Linked DNA regions of Mustela erminea: region 1 is linked to region 2. A link is a contact called in public Hi-C data. All regions are on one chromosome and are shown on one strand. The core of a region is the stretch at or near the end of the contact, and the rest is flanking DNA. Distances in the headings are between cores, read along the strand shown.

Evidence for each region. A called contact is a pair of places that touch in the nucleus more often than the background predicts.
Region 1: a Hi-C map of fibroblasts shows a contact between it and region 2, with 4 times the contacts expected there. The contact joins the promoter of BRD4 here to the enhancer-like site in region 2. A contact is called at or near these places in 2 of 3 Hi-C or Micro-C datasets (fibroblasts and spleen).

The regions. Positions count from the first base shown.
Region 1 is chr1:12,286,939-12,293,149 of mMusErm1.Pri, forward strand. It overlaps BRD4 (bromodomain-containing protein 4), which reads right to left and starts at 4,238. Exons shown (of 19, transcript XM_032313966.1): 1 at 4,110-4,238. It overlaps LOC116573741 (a long non-coding RNA gene), which reads left to right and starts at 4,307. Exons shown (of 2, transcript XR_004278976.1): 1 at 4,307-4,696; 2 at 6,080-6,211.
Region 2 is chr1:12,223,484-12,230,138 of mMusErm1.Pri, forward strand. BRD4 (bromodomain-containing protein 4) reads right to left here. Exons shown (of 19, transcript XM_032313966.1): 3 at 5,091-5,228; 4 at 3,650-3,785; 5 at 1,711-2,000; 6 at 720-1,082. Among named protein-coding and RNA genes, the nearest start is that of EPHX3, 33 kb to the left of the region's middle. Within about 2 kb of position 2,353, the one cell type or tissue checked has open chromatin away from gene starts, as enhancers often do. A contact at or near this core is called in fibroblasts, where this site is marked.

The DNA.
Region 1 (6,211 bases), core at 2,988-5,487, 65 kb after region 2:
TAACCAAAAAATTAAAAAATAAATTAAAAAAAGAATGAAGTACTGATTCATACTATAGTACAAACCTTGAAAACATTATGCTGAAAGAAATCAGACACGAATAGCTATATTGTTTGATTCCTGAAATAACCAGGAGACAAATTTATAGAGACAGAGAATAGATTAGTGGTTGCCAGGCACTGGTGGGCAGGGTGGGTATGGAGAGCCACAGCTAACGTATACAGATTTCTTTTTGGAGATGTAAATGTCTTCACATTCGTTATGGCGATGGCTGCACAATTCTGAATATACTGAAAACCATTGAATTGTCCACTTTAAATTGGTGAACTGTATCGTATGTGTGAACTGTATCTCGATAAAGCTATTATTTCTTTAAAAAAGGATATTTGGTGGGATTTTATCACAGTAATAGTGTAATGCTCAAGTTATACACAATTTACATTCAGTAAATGTTTGGCAATAAATACCCTAATAAAGCAACCTGCCAAAGAAAACTCATGTGCAAATATCTTTTTGTCTTTCTTTGCACATAGTAAGAGCTCAGGAACTAATCGCTGAAATTGACTGGGCAATCACATCCACATGAAATCCGAATATTAAAAAGGAAGTGCTCAATGTTAAAAAAAAAAAATCAAACTTTTACTGACAACATGAGAGTCACATTAAGAAATGCTACCCATACATGTTTATTACCCACTTCATCTCCCTCTTAAAATACTTTTCCCAGGCCACTGTTGAAGCACAGCCCAAACCCACTTACCACATTTCAAACTAAGTGGGAAATGTACAGTAGACAGTGCACAAAAGAAACTGCATGCCACATTGTCCAGACTATAAATAAGTTCACTGCAATTTCTGGACCTTACCATCCTAGTTGAAAGTCACATTACTTCTAAATCACTACTAACCAATTATGTCCCCTCCTAACATTAATTTAATGTTACTTGCATTTGATATGCCAAATTCTTGCTTAATTATCTCTCCAGTTTGTTCACTCAAAAAATATTTTAAGTGCTCTTCTAGGTGCTGAGGATACAACAGAGAATTAAAATAGGCAAAACCAAGCAAACATAAACCTGCCTGCATGGAACTTACATTCCAGTAAAACAAAGAGAAAAATGTAAAATTTTATTTTTTACAAACTCATGTCTTATTAATTAAAAATGAACTGTCAGCATTCACAAAGAATCCCATTTCTCACCTTGCAAACATGCAGTCCTTGCTAAACACAAAAAATCACAAAGACTTACAAAATATCAGTAGCAGTTTCCAACGACAAGCTTTTCTTTCCTTTTTATATATTTGCCGGGCACATAAAAGACAAACACGATCTACTCTACAAGTTTATTCAAAATCAGAAATCGAAATACTTTACAATACAACTGTGACAGAGGACAGTGGGTTGTCAAAAGACTTAACAGCCCCTAGTCTTCAAATCATAGAAGTACCAAGTAATTTTGCTTTAAATTAAGAACAAGGATTCCAATCTCCTTCTAGATCTATAAATCTCAGGTCATTCAATAACCTGAATTGTGTAACAGAAAAATATCGCACCCTCCCAACCTCCAAAAACAAAAGTGCAATTTAGTACAAAGATCACAACTTGCTCAAAAGGGTAACTTTTGGAAACAAAGTCTAAATTCCTTTAAACAATTCAATAATTTAGTGGAAATTTTACAAAGTGGCCAGACTTTTTTTTTCTCATCACCATCCTAAAGTAGGAAGCTTGTCAGATGGGCACCCTGGAACAGTCAAACTATCTTGAAAATGTAGCCACTTTCAAGTTCCAACTTTAATCTGCAGGCAGAGCTCTTTATCTTCAGCAAATTGGCTGAGGCTGAACTCTAGCTAGATATACACAGGTGGGCTCATCTCCTTCCAATTACAACCAACTAAAGTGATCTTATTAGATTTTTTTTTAATTTTATTTATTTATTTGACAGAGAGAAATCACAAGTAGATGGAGAGGCAGGCAGAGAGAGAGAGAGAGAGGGAAGCAGGCTCCCTGACGAGCAGAGAGCCCGATGCAGGACTCGATCCCAGGACCCTGAGATCATGACCTGAGCAGAAGGCAGCGGCTTAACCCACTGAGCCACCCAGGCGCCCCTGATCTTATTAGATTTACTCCACAGCTTGAGCCCTTAGATATTATGCTCTCTACTAAGGAAAGGGGTACGGTGGATAACTAGGAAACAATGCCTTTTTTTTTTATGATTTTATTTATTTATTTGACAGAGATCACAAGTAGGCAGAGAGGCAGGCGGGGGTGGGGTGGGGGGAGCAGGCTCCCCGACGAGCAGAGAGCCGGATGAGGGGGCTCGATCCCAGGACCCTGGGATCACGACCCCAGCCGAAGGCAGAGGCTCCAACCCACTGAGCCACCCAGGCGCCCCTTTTGTTTTATTTTTTAAACAAATCTTGCTTTTCCTTCTAGAGTTAGTCACTGGAAACCATCTGAGAGGTTTATCCTCCCCAGAATGAAGTTCTGGGGGAGAAGGGCTTGGTTACCTATACCACCTTGAAGAAAAGATAATCCCCATCCAAACTAAACCAAAAGGAATGTTTTATTAAATTACTGAAAGGTCATAAAACAGATTTTACCATCCAAAACCTAGTTGGAATTGAAAACACATTCATAAATCCTGTTGAGTATAGCTTTCTTTACCGCTTCCAGACTACAAATTTTAAAGACTAACAACTTAAGGAACTTGACGGCCCCATTCATAAAAATCTCCCCTTATTAGAGCGCCAAAGAGCCACTGGCTTAGAGCTACACTGGAACTTCGTTTTTGTAAACAGGGACAGACAGAGCCCTCTCAAAGGGCAGCAAAGACACTTCAATTCTCACGAAACAGGCTCGAAGAGGTCACTTCTTGCATCCAACACATAAAAATGAACCCAAAGACCAATACCATAAACCGCACCAGGTTGCTGAAAACATTAAATGAGTAAACAAATAAAAATAACATTTCAAAAAACAATGCGTGGTCTTAAGTAAATGGGAGGTCAGCCACTGAGCAAAAAGCACATGACTCATCCACAGACCTGAATATAAGTATTTACACTGTCCACCACACCAAAGTGGGATTTCCCATTTTCATCCAAGGCCACCGCAGGCCTTGGGGGCAGCTCAGTCGGGTAAAGTTGTGCTGCTTCCGTAGGGGCGGGGGGAGTGTCATTTTATTTCGCTGAATCACAACTCCCCCACATCCCCACCCCAAACCACCACCCCGCACAACACCGCAAACAGACCAGGCCGTAGCAAGGACGCCAGCGAGCACCGACCGAGCAAAACAAAGCGTCCAGCGTAGGGCTGCCGGACTGGGAGTGGGTGGGTAAAGGGGGTCAGGTTCGCCCGACACAGCACCGCTCCCACCCACGAGGCTGTCTTCCCGCAGGCGTGCAGAAGCAGCCTCCTCCCTCCACCTGGGGACCAGCTCCATTCTCCGCAGAGATACGGAGACAGCCGGGAAGCCGAGGAAATGGGGGCGGGGGCGCGCTGCCCCAGTCCGGGTAGGACCCAGGCGCCGAGAGAGCGCGCGCTGAGGCCGGCCCACGTGAGCGCCGGGGCCAAGGCCGCCTCGGGGACCGCGGTCGGGGACAGCGGCGCCCGTGGCCACCACGCCAGGCCCGGACTTACCGGGGCCGGGCGCGCCGCGGCCCCGCGGCGGCCGCTTCCTCCTCCTCCTCCTCCTCACTTGACAAAATGGCGGCGGCAGGAAGTGCCGGGCGCCTCGGCCCGCCCCCCGCCCGCCCCCGGCCACCCGCCCCGCCGCGGCGCCCGCGCCCCCCGCCCGCGCCCCTGCCCCGCCGGCCGGCCCAAGCCGGAGGCCGGCGGCGCCAACGGCCGGGGAGCCGCGAGCTGCCCAGCCACTCCGACGCCAACGGCGCAGGCCGCCCGGGCCCGGCGCAAGCGGCACCGCGCGCGGACGCGGGAGGCCCGCAGGCCCGAGCCCGCGTCGCCCCGGCCTCCCCGCCCCCGCGCCGCGCCGATGGCGTAGGTGCTGGCGCACCGGCCCCATTACGCAATGCAGGTTACGCGGGCCGCGCCGCGGGTCCCCGCCGGCCGCCCCGCGCCGCCCGCCACCCCGAAGGGCACCGGTCCTCACCTGAGACGCTAGGCCGCACGCCGCCCCCGCCGGCCGCCCGCCGCCGCCGCCCCCTCCTCTTCGGGCTGCCTGCGCGGCGCCGGGGCCCGCCCGCCACGCCCGCCGCTCCGCCGCGCTCACAGGCCCCGCTCGCCTGCGGGCACTGCCGGCAGCCGCCGCCGCCGCAGCCACCGCTTCGGCTCCTCGGCTGCGGGAGAGCAGAACAAACAGCCCTGCCGCTGCCGCCGCCGCCGCCGCCGCCGCCAGCGCACTGACGTCACCACGTACGCTGCGCGCGCGGCCCCGCGCCGCCACCCGGCGTGCGCGTCCCGCGACCGCGCCCGGCGCAGGCAAGCTCGGGAGAGCTAGCAGGCGCTAGGTGAGTGGGGGAGGCGGGCGCGCGGGGTTGGGGGAACCCCTCGGCTGGAGGGCGCAGGGATCAGGCGGACCCAGGGAAGACACCCCCGCAGACGGAGGGGCGTGACCCTGCGGACCAGAGGAGAGAACGGGGTGGGGGGGCGGGGAGATCTAACAGACTGAAGGCTGGGACTGAGAAGGGAGATGTCCAAAATTGTAAGAAGATGAGACCCTCAGCGACAGGGAGGAAGGTGAGGAGAGACCCCCAGAGGCTGCCGGCAGAGGCCGAGGAGGGGCCCCTGGGCGCCAGGGCGGAAGGGTGTTGGAGGGAGGCTGGGTCGCTTCGGCCCGCGAGTTGGCGACGGGGCGCCGGGCGCAGTGGGAGGGCGAAGGCAACTGTGCGCAGGGCCGCGGCGGCGTCGGTCCCGGCCCGCCGCTGCGGGGTGCGCGGGCTGGAGGTGCTGGGCCGGGCCGCATCGCCGTCCCTCCAGCTGTGCCCCGGCCGTTCCTCAGCCGCGAGCCTCCCAGACAAGTCAGCTCCACAGAACGAAGGGGTTAAGGCTTAGGTCGCTTGGATTTTAAAATGAAGATTCTGGGGGCTCCTGGCTGGCTCAGTGGGCAGTCCCGACTAGTCTTGATCGCGAGGTCGTGAGTTCGAGCCCCACGTTGAACGGAGAGCTTACTTAAAAACATTAAAATAAAAAATAATGATGATTCTGTTAAATTACTCAAATGGGAAAGCAAAAACTTCCTTCCCGTTTGCTCTTCACTCTTTTAGCACTTTCATTTTTAAAAGATTTTCTTTTTTTGAGACAGAGCATTAGTAGGGGAGGGGGCAGAGGGAGAGAGAGAGAGAGAATCCCAAGCAGACGCCCCACCGAGCCCAGAGCCCCATTTAGGGCTCCATCTCACAACGCTGAGATCATGACCTGAGCAGAAATCAGAAGTCCCATGCTTAACCAACTGAGCCACCCAGGTACCCCACCTTTAGTGCTTTTAGTTCCATCTTTTAGAAATCGCAGATGCCGTTCCTGTAAAAAATCTAGGTAATTGGGGCGCCTGGGTGGCTCAGTGGGTTAAAGCCTCTGCCTTTGGCTCAGGTCATGGGATCGAGCCCCGCATCGGGCTCTCTGCTCAGTGCAGAACCTGCTTCTCTCTCTCTCTCTCTCTCTCTCTCTCTCTCTGCCTGCCTCTCTGCCTACTTGTGTTCTATGTCTGTCAAATAAATGAATAAAATCTTTAAAAAAAAAATTTTTTTTAAATTCTCTGATAGCCCCTTCTTCCAAAATATATCAGTACACTAGCATAACAGTCAAACAGTGATGTCTATGTCATGCTGTTTGCTCAGGCTTCAAGGGTGATCAGTCTTAAGGAAAGCAAAGACTTAAATTTATCAGTTATTTTAGCAAACCATGAGATAACAAGTGCAAGAAATAAAAGAAGTGATTGTAACCAGATTATTAGTCAACTTCCTTTAATCATATATTAAAGAATACTGAAATTTTGTGAATATCCTCTGGCTCCTTTTTTTGCATGCTCAGCAGTTTGTGGAAGAGGATCAGAAGTGGAAAACGAATAGGAAAGTACCCAGGGCTATGTGAATGTGGAGTAACAACTTTTTTTTTCTTTTTAAGGAAACCAGAATGTATCCATTTGAAGCTGTCCTTTCCATGGTTGTCTTCTTGTATTATCTACTTAATTTATTGTTGTTGCTGATCATGTTTTTGGAAGTAATTTGAAGCTGCCAGTTTGCAAGTCAGGTAACA
Region 2 (6,655 bases), core at 1,103-3,602:
CTCCACCCCCGCCTGTCCCATGTTTGGCCATGTTTATTCCACTCCCAAATAAAAACGCAAAACAGTTTAAAATAAACAAACATGGGGCGCCTGGGTGGCTCAGTTGGTTGGGTGTCTACCTTCGGCTCAGGTCATGATCTCAGGGTCCTGGGCTTGAGCCCCACGTCCGGCTCTCTACTTATCAAGGAGCTTGCTTTCTTCTCTCTCTCTGCCTACTTGTGATCTCTCTCTCTTGGTCAAATAAATAAATAAAATCTTTAAAAAATTACAAATAAAAAATAAACAAACAATCAAAACGGTCTCAAAATAATACGACAATGAAAATGCCAGCACTGTGTGCCTCTTACAGAGAGGTGACATCAAGGCCCCCTGCATAACACAGCCTGGCAAAGTCACCAACCCTCAACGAGTCCTGGAGCATCTACTGTGCAAGCTGCCTATGGACAGTGGGACCCAAGGTCACAGAGGGCTTGTCCCGAGACAAGGGGGCAGCAGTGCTGTCAGAGAAGAAAATGCCCAAGCATGCGGTCCTGGAGGTTGACTCCACAATTCCCAGCAGGGGGCGCAGGGCTTCTTTGAGCCGAGGAGGAGAGACGCTACTAAGGCATAGTTCAGCAGAGCCCAAGGCCAGGGCCCTCCTCTTGGACTAGCCTGGGAGGTTCTGCCCTTCTCTGTCCCAGGAAGCCCCGCCCCCAGCTCTGGGAGGGGCATCTGCTTACCTTGATCGTGCTCATATCCATGGGGTGCTTGATGATGTCGCAGTAGTCGTGCAGACCCAGAGCCTCTACATCCACAGGCTTGTAGAACGGCCAGGCATAGGCTGCGTGCTTCTTGGCAAACATCTCCTTGAGGATGCCACTGCAGCACTTCAGCTGCTCCGAGACCTTGCTGCTCTTCTCTGGCACTGGGTGCTGCTGTGAGTCGGGTACATCCTTTTTGGGGGGCTTCACAGGCCGGCTACTCTCCCGCCGGGGGCCCAGCTTGGTGGTCTTAGGCTCTGGCGGTAGTGATGGTGGTTCATGAATGGGGTCGATGGTGGTGGGGGTGGTGGTATCCGCTTTCCTCTTAACTCCCTTCTTTGTCTGCCAAGAGCACACGTGCAACAAGCGTCGTCACAGGTGGCAGCTGGCACAGGTGGCCCTCAGGTCACTTCTGAAGCCAGGTCCTTTCTAGGGTTCCAACATTCTTGGGGGATAGGGCTCAAAAGTAACTCCAAGGGTGAAAGACCAAGGCAAGAACAGACCCTGTCCCACCATTCTGCTCTGCAGCTGGGACAGGACCCCAGCCAGGGGCATGAGGAAGCACACACCCAAGTGCAGAATCTGCTCACTGGAGCCCAAAGAAAGCTACAGAAGCAGCTTCCTACTTAACGCCAGGGAAGTCACTCAGAGCCAAGCCTCGTCACACTAACCCCCATCCCCACAGGAGGCATGTTTTAGAGACTATTTAGGTTCTCAACTCTGGAATCTGTGGGCCAGCAGGGCAGCAGCTTCGAGGCTGTGACTTAATAAAGCCTATACAATCCCCCCAGAAAATACCCACAAGTGCCTGGAGAACCAGGCCAGGCTCCGCATGAAGCACTGGCAGGGACAAGCGACTGTCTCCTGCCAGCCTCACTGTTACGGAGAAGACAAGAGAAGGTGTGCTAGCTGAGGTGGTAGGAGCCTGCCAGCGACCGGGCTGGGCCACACACACGCACAGGATGCTCACCTTCACAGGCTGTGGGGTGGCCGCGATGATGGGCGGGTGGCTCTGCACAGGCTGGGGGTTTGGCGCGGGTGGGGGTGGTGGCTGAGGGGGTACCGGTGGGGGTGTCTGCAGTGGCTGGGGAGGCACCACTGTCATGACGGGGGTCTGGACGATGAGGTCTGGGGTGACCGCAGGGAAGGGGTGAGGTGTGGCCTGCACGGGCGGAGGGTTCTGCTGGGGGGTCTGGGTCTGCGGAGGAGTCGATGCCTGCGTTGTGTTTGGTACCGTAGAGACGCCAGGTTTTGCTGTCCCTATCAATCATAAAAGGGACAGGTGGTTAGATGCCGAGCCCAACACACGCTGGCTGACCTTATGGGAACACTGTCACATGTGGAGAACACACATCTGCATGCGCATGGCACACACTGTCACGGTGACTATTAGTCTTAGAGACAGAACAACTCGAACACCCCAGACCTCAGCCAAACTGGTCCACCTGCCCTTAGGTTCTCTGAGAGCAGTGGCACACTGCATTACACAGTTCCTGAGGCATCCTGGCTTCAAGCCCCAAATCAGGCACAAAGACGCCTTCAAAAGCACGGAGGCCTGGGCCAAAGGAGCAGGAAACACATGCTGAGAGTTAGCACCAGGACGGTAGAAGGAGAGCGGAAAAATGTTCCTTGGCGCTTTTTGGACAGAGCTGTCCTCATTCCCAGAAGCGCTGCCTTCTGAGTAAGCAATTCTGGCAAGAAGCCAGCATCGGGAGCCCTGGCCAAGGTTTCTGGAAACTGGCAAGCTTCCACCTCCCTGAGCCGCAGGAGGAGGCTGGACGGCTGCTGCCCTTTGTGACCGGCTCAGACTGCCTCCTTGCAGCTGTGCACGTGAGCCCAAACACACAATGCCCTGTGTCTGTCCCATGTGCAGACCAAACTCCTGGTCCCAGGCCACAAGGGCAGGACTCCTGGATTGTTAAGGATACAGGACACCTCTTAGCCGGATCCACAGCTAAGGGGTGACCCTTAGGACCACCTCTCCTTGGCTACGCCTCAGCACTGCCTGGGATCCAGCCAAGCACCTTTGCTCCCATGAAGCCACCACTTCTGAGCAGGGTGGGAAGCCAGGTGAAAGCCCTCTGTGGAGAGAAGCAAATGACTCACAGCATGGGCCACCTCAGCACAGAGTGGAGGATGGCAAGATGCAAAAGGCAGCTGGTAGAGCTTTTCCTAGACAGAAACATTTCATTGTCTCCCCGCCAGCTGGCCTTTAGAATCCTGTGTCAGGCTAAGAGACAGGGGCAGAGTGAAGGGTTTCACTTCGACTTCAGCAGCATCATAAGGCAGGCCTGGCTCTGACATAAGCATCTTAAAAATAATTCAAATAACCAACCTTGAGGTTCCAAGATAGGGACTAGGAATTAAAACTGCCCTTGGCAAACTGTCTCTTCTCTAAAATGGAGCGAAGAAGGGACGCCTGGGTGGCTCAGTGGTTAAGCGGCTGCCTTCGGCTCAGGTCATGATACCAGCGTCCTGGGATCGAGTCCCACCATCGGGCTCCTTGCTCGGCAGGGAGCCTGCTTCTCCCTCTGCCTCTGCCTGCCTCTCTGTCTGCCTGTGCTTGCTCGCTCTCTCTCCCTCTATCACTGACAAATAAATAAATAAATAATCTTAAAAATTTTTTCTTTTTAAATGGAGTGAAGAATTCAAAAAACTTAAAAATGCTTTGCAAAATTTACACTTTCTTTTTAACCAAAGTCAATCAAAAGGCAGGGCCCAATTACTTCTACTTTGTGGGAGGTTACCCAGTCAAGTGACCCTCTGGGGCGTGTCCAACACTAAGAGTACCCTCCCCTCCTGCCCCCTCCGAACCTGGAGAAGGACCAAAGACTGGGGAACAGGAAAGCCAATGTCCTTGCTGTCTCAGTGTGAGGCCAACAGTGCTCGGCGCACCGGAGGTACCCTACCTGCTTCTTTCCTCCCACGTCCTCTTCCTTTTGCCTGGACTATCATGATCTCAGTTTCTTCAGTGGGCAGTTCATTGATTTTCTGCAAGAAGAGCTTCTCCAGAGCTTCTGCCATTAAGACTATGTCATCTCCAGGCTGGAAAAGGAGACACAGGGGTGAGCATCAGAAAGCCCTCACCACCTCTCCAGACGGAGCAAGAGCTCCCCACCCTGTGCCACCCACTCCCTGCTCCAAAGCATCAAGTATCATAGTCGGGCTCCTTCCCGATCTGAACCCTCAAGGGCCACAACAGTTACACCACCAGATATCACGAAGGCTCATGTGCCTGTACCAGCACCCATCCACCTGCACCTCCCTCTCATCTTTTAAGCTCTGGCCTGAGAAGCCATCTTAATGCCTTAAGTATCTAACAAGCCCTGCCAATCACTGACAGAAGCCCTCCTCTGACACAATTCAACTTCACTATAAATACTTGCATTACACAGGATTTCTTGCCACAGATACATTAGCAGGGCTCTGATAATGCTCCCCAGTGTACCCTCAAGGCAGCTCATCGGGGCTCGGGGCCATGCCTATCTTGAACTGCATTATGGGTCCCCACTTGTTGCCTCATCTACGACATGCTATTCCCACTCAGCTCTAACCCGAGAACCTTTTCTGTGCACATGTCACTTAAACTTAGTGGTGGGAGCTAAGACTTTAAAAAAACACAGTAAACTTCAAGAAACTCACCTACCCATCTCTTCTGGGCAATTTTACCCACTACACCAGCAGAGGCCAAAAGCTGAGTTCTGTATAGGGTCTCCCTCCAGAGCCGTTCTATATGAAAGGGTTGGTTTTAATCACATCTGTGGTCTGAACTGTAAACAAATGATCTGGCTTCATGGCACAGCCGAGCCAAAAGGTTTGGCTAACGGGGTTAAGAAGTGACTTTCAGGTCTACATGTGAGATCAGGGGACATTCAATTCTATGGCCACCAGTTGTCAGTGGTCATGTCCACAGTTTCAGATGCAGTGGGCCCCAGCACACCCTCTCTCACATTGAAATTTGAGCACACCTTTGCACAACTATATTTTAGTAGGCTCCTTCCTGACCATTTACATCACCCAAATGGACTTTTTAATGAGTCGTCACTGTCCTCCTCACACCTTCTCTAGACATGCTCAAGAACTAAAATCCCAAGGGCACCGGAAGCACATGCTTCAAGCTAACAAGGACGGCTTGAAAGTCAAACAAGGCCAGCACCCTCCTCCCCGAAAAAGAAACACCCAGTCACAGGCAAAACCACGGGTCCCATTATTTCTGCTCCAAATGATATCCCATTAGACTAATCCCACCTGCTCCCAAGCACCCCTGCCCACAGACTCCAGATATGCCAGCCTTCTTCTCCACCCCTCCCCTCCCCTCAGGGCAGCTGGACATCTTCCACCACATCTCACCTTGTTGTAGATGTAACAATTTGTAAACATAGTGTTGAAGTCCTGGATACATTCCTGAGCATTCCAGTAATAGTTGTTTTCCAAGCGCTTCTTTATTGTTCCCATATCCATAGGTGTTTTAATGATTTTATAGTAATCCTGAAGAGCAAAGAGAGCAAAAGGCCAGTGTCACCTCCCCGGCCATGCAGCACTCATAGTGGGCCTGTGGATCTCACTCAAGGAGCACAGATGAGAGCCACAGCAAAGACCGAAGCTCTTCCATGGTCTCAGCAAGCAATCTCAAGGGGAACCCCAAGATAAAGTGAATCAAGGAAAGAATTCTTAAATGTTGGTTGGCAATCTGGAGGGGAAATGTGCAAGTCTATCAACTGCCTGGTCTGGGAACAGGTTGTATTTACAGAGGATCTATGCTTTCTTTCTATTTTTGTTGTTGTTGTTGGTGGTGGTGATGGTAAAATCCTTTAATTTTTAATATATAATGGGGAAAACACTTAAAAGCACTTCTTACCTAAAGAAACAACCCATGGCAAGTTCTACTTTTCCTCTACCATTTGAAATGTTATTGGTCCATAAAACACAAAATCCTATGGAACCAGCGGTAAAGCCCACCTGGAACAACTGGACTCCCTGCTTCTGGGCATACTGAAGAACCAGGGAGCAGAAGCCTCCACCTTCACTCAAGTTCATCGCACTTCCATTTCTTTTACTAGCACATAGTCTTTCTAAGGATCCCTTAGTGGTACATGGATATATCTGAACAACTACCCAGGTTAATGAGGAATCTGGACAATCTGTACAATCCTCAGTTTAAAAAAATCCACAGACCCCACCCCTCAAAGCTTCAGATCTTACTCTACAAGTGCCCAACAGAAGGAGCTGGATGGCAGGTATAGATGCCCTAAAGCCCTTCAAATCAGACTCTACTACTGTCAGCTTTTCTCTAAATCTAAACCTATACTAAATGTTTATTTTTAAAAACCGCCACAGGAGGTATCTTGGGGGCAGAAGAGGCAACACACCAGGTTTCCAGATAGAAGGATCAAACAGAGCCAAGGCAGGGGGACCTGTGTCATCTGGCCCACTCCACAGCCCGCTATCTCAGAGGCTCCGGTAACTGGGTATGACTGGGGTATCAGAACAAGTCCAAGTGGGAACCGATGGCAGAAAAGACAGGTCTATCCTTTAGCAAGTACCAAGCTCTTGCCTAGAAATGGTGGACAGTACTGAAAAGGTGAACACAGCATGTGAGGTTTTAGGTTGCTCTGACACCCATGAGAAAGGAACAAAAACAACTAGCTTACATATGACGAGTGGCAGAGATCATGTCCCTGACCTGACGAGGGCTGCACAAGCATGCCTGGGTACCCTGGCCAAGAGACCAGGAAGACAGACTGCACCAGACTTTCTATGCTATACTATGGCTCTGACCACCTTTCCCAAGAGACCTACCAAAGCCAAACATATGTGCCCCAGTGGAAACATACTTTATTCTATGGCCTACAGTGGCGTCAAGTGCTTGAACTGCCCATAGTCTGTCAAGTGGCTCAAGGCCAGACAGGACAGTG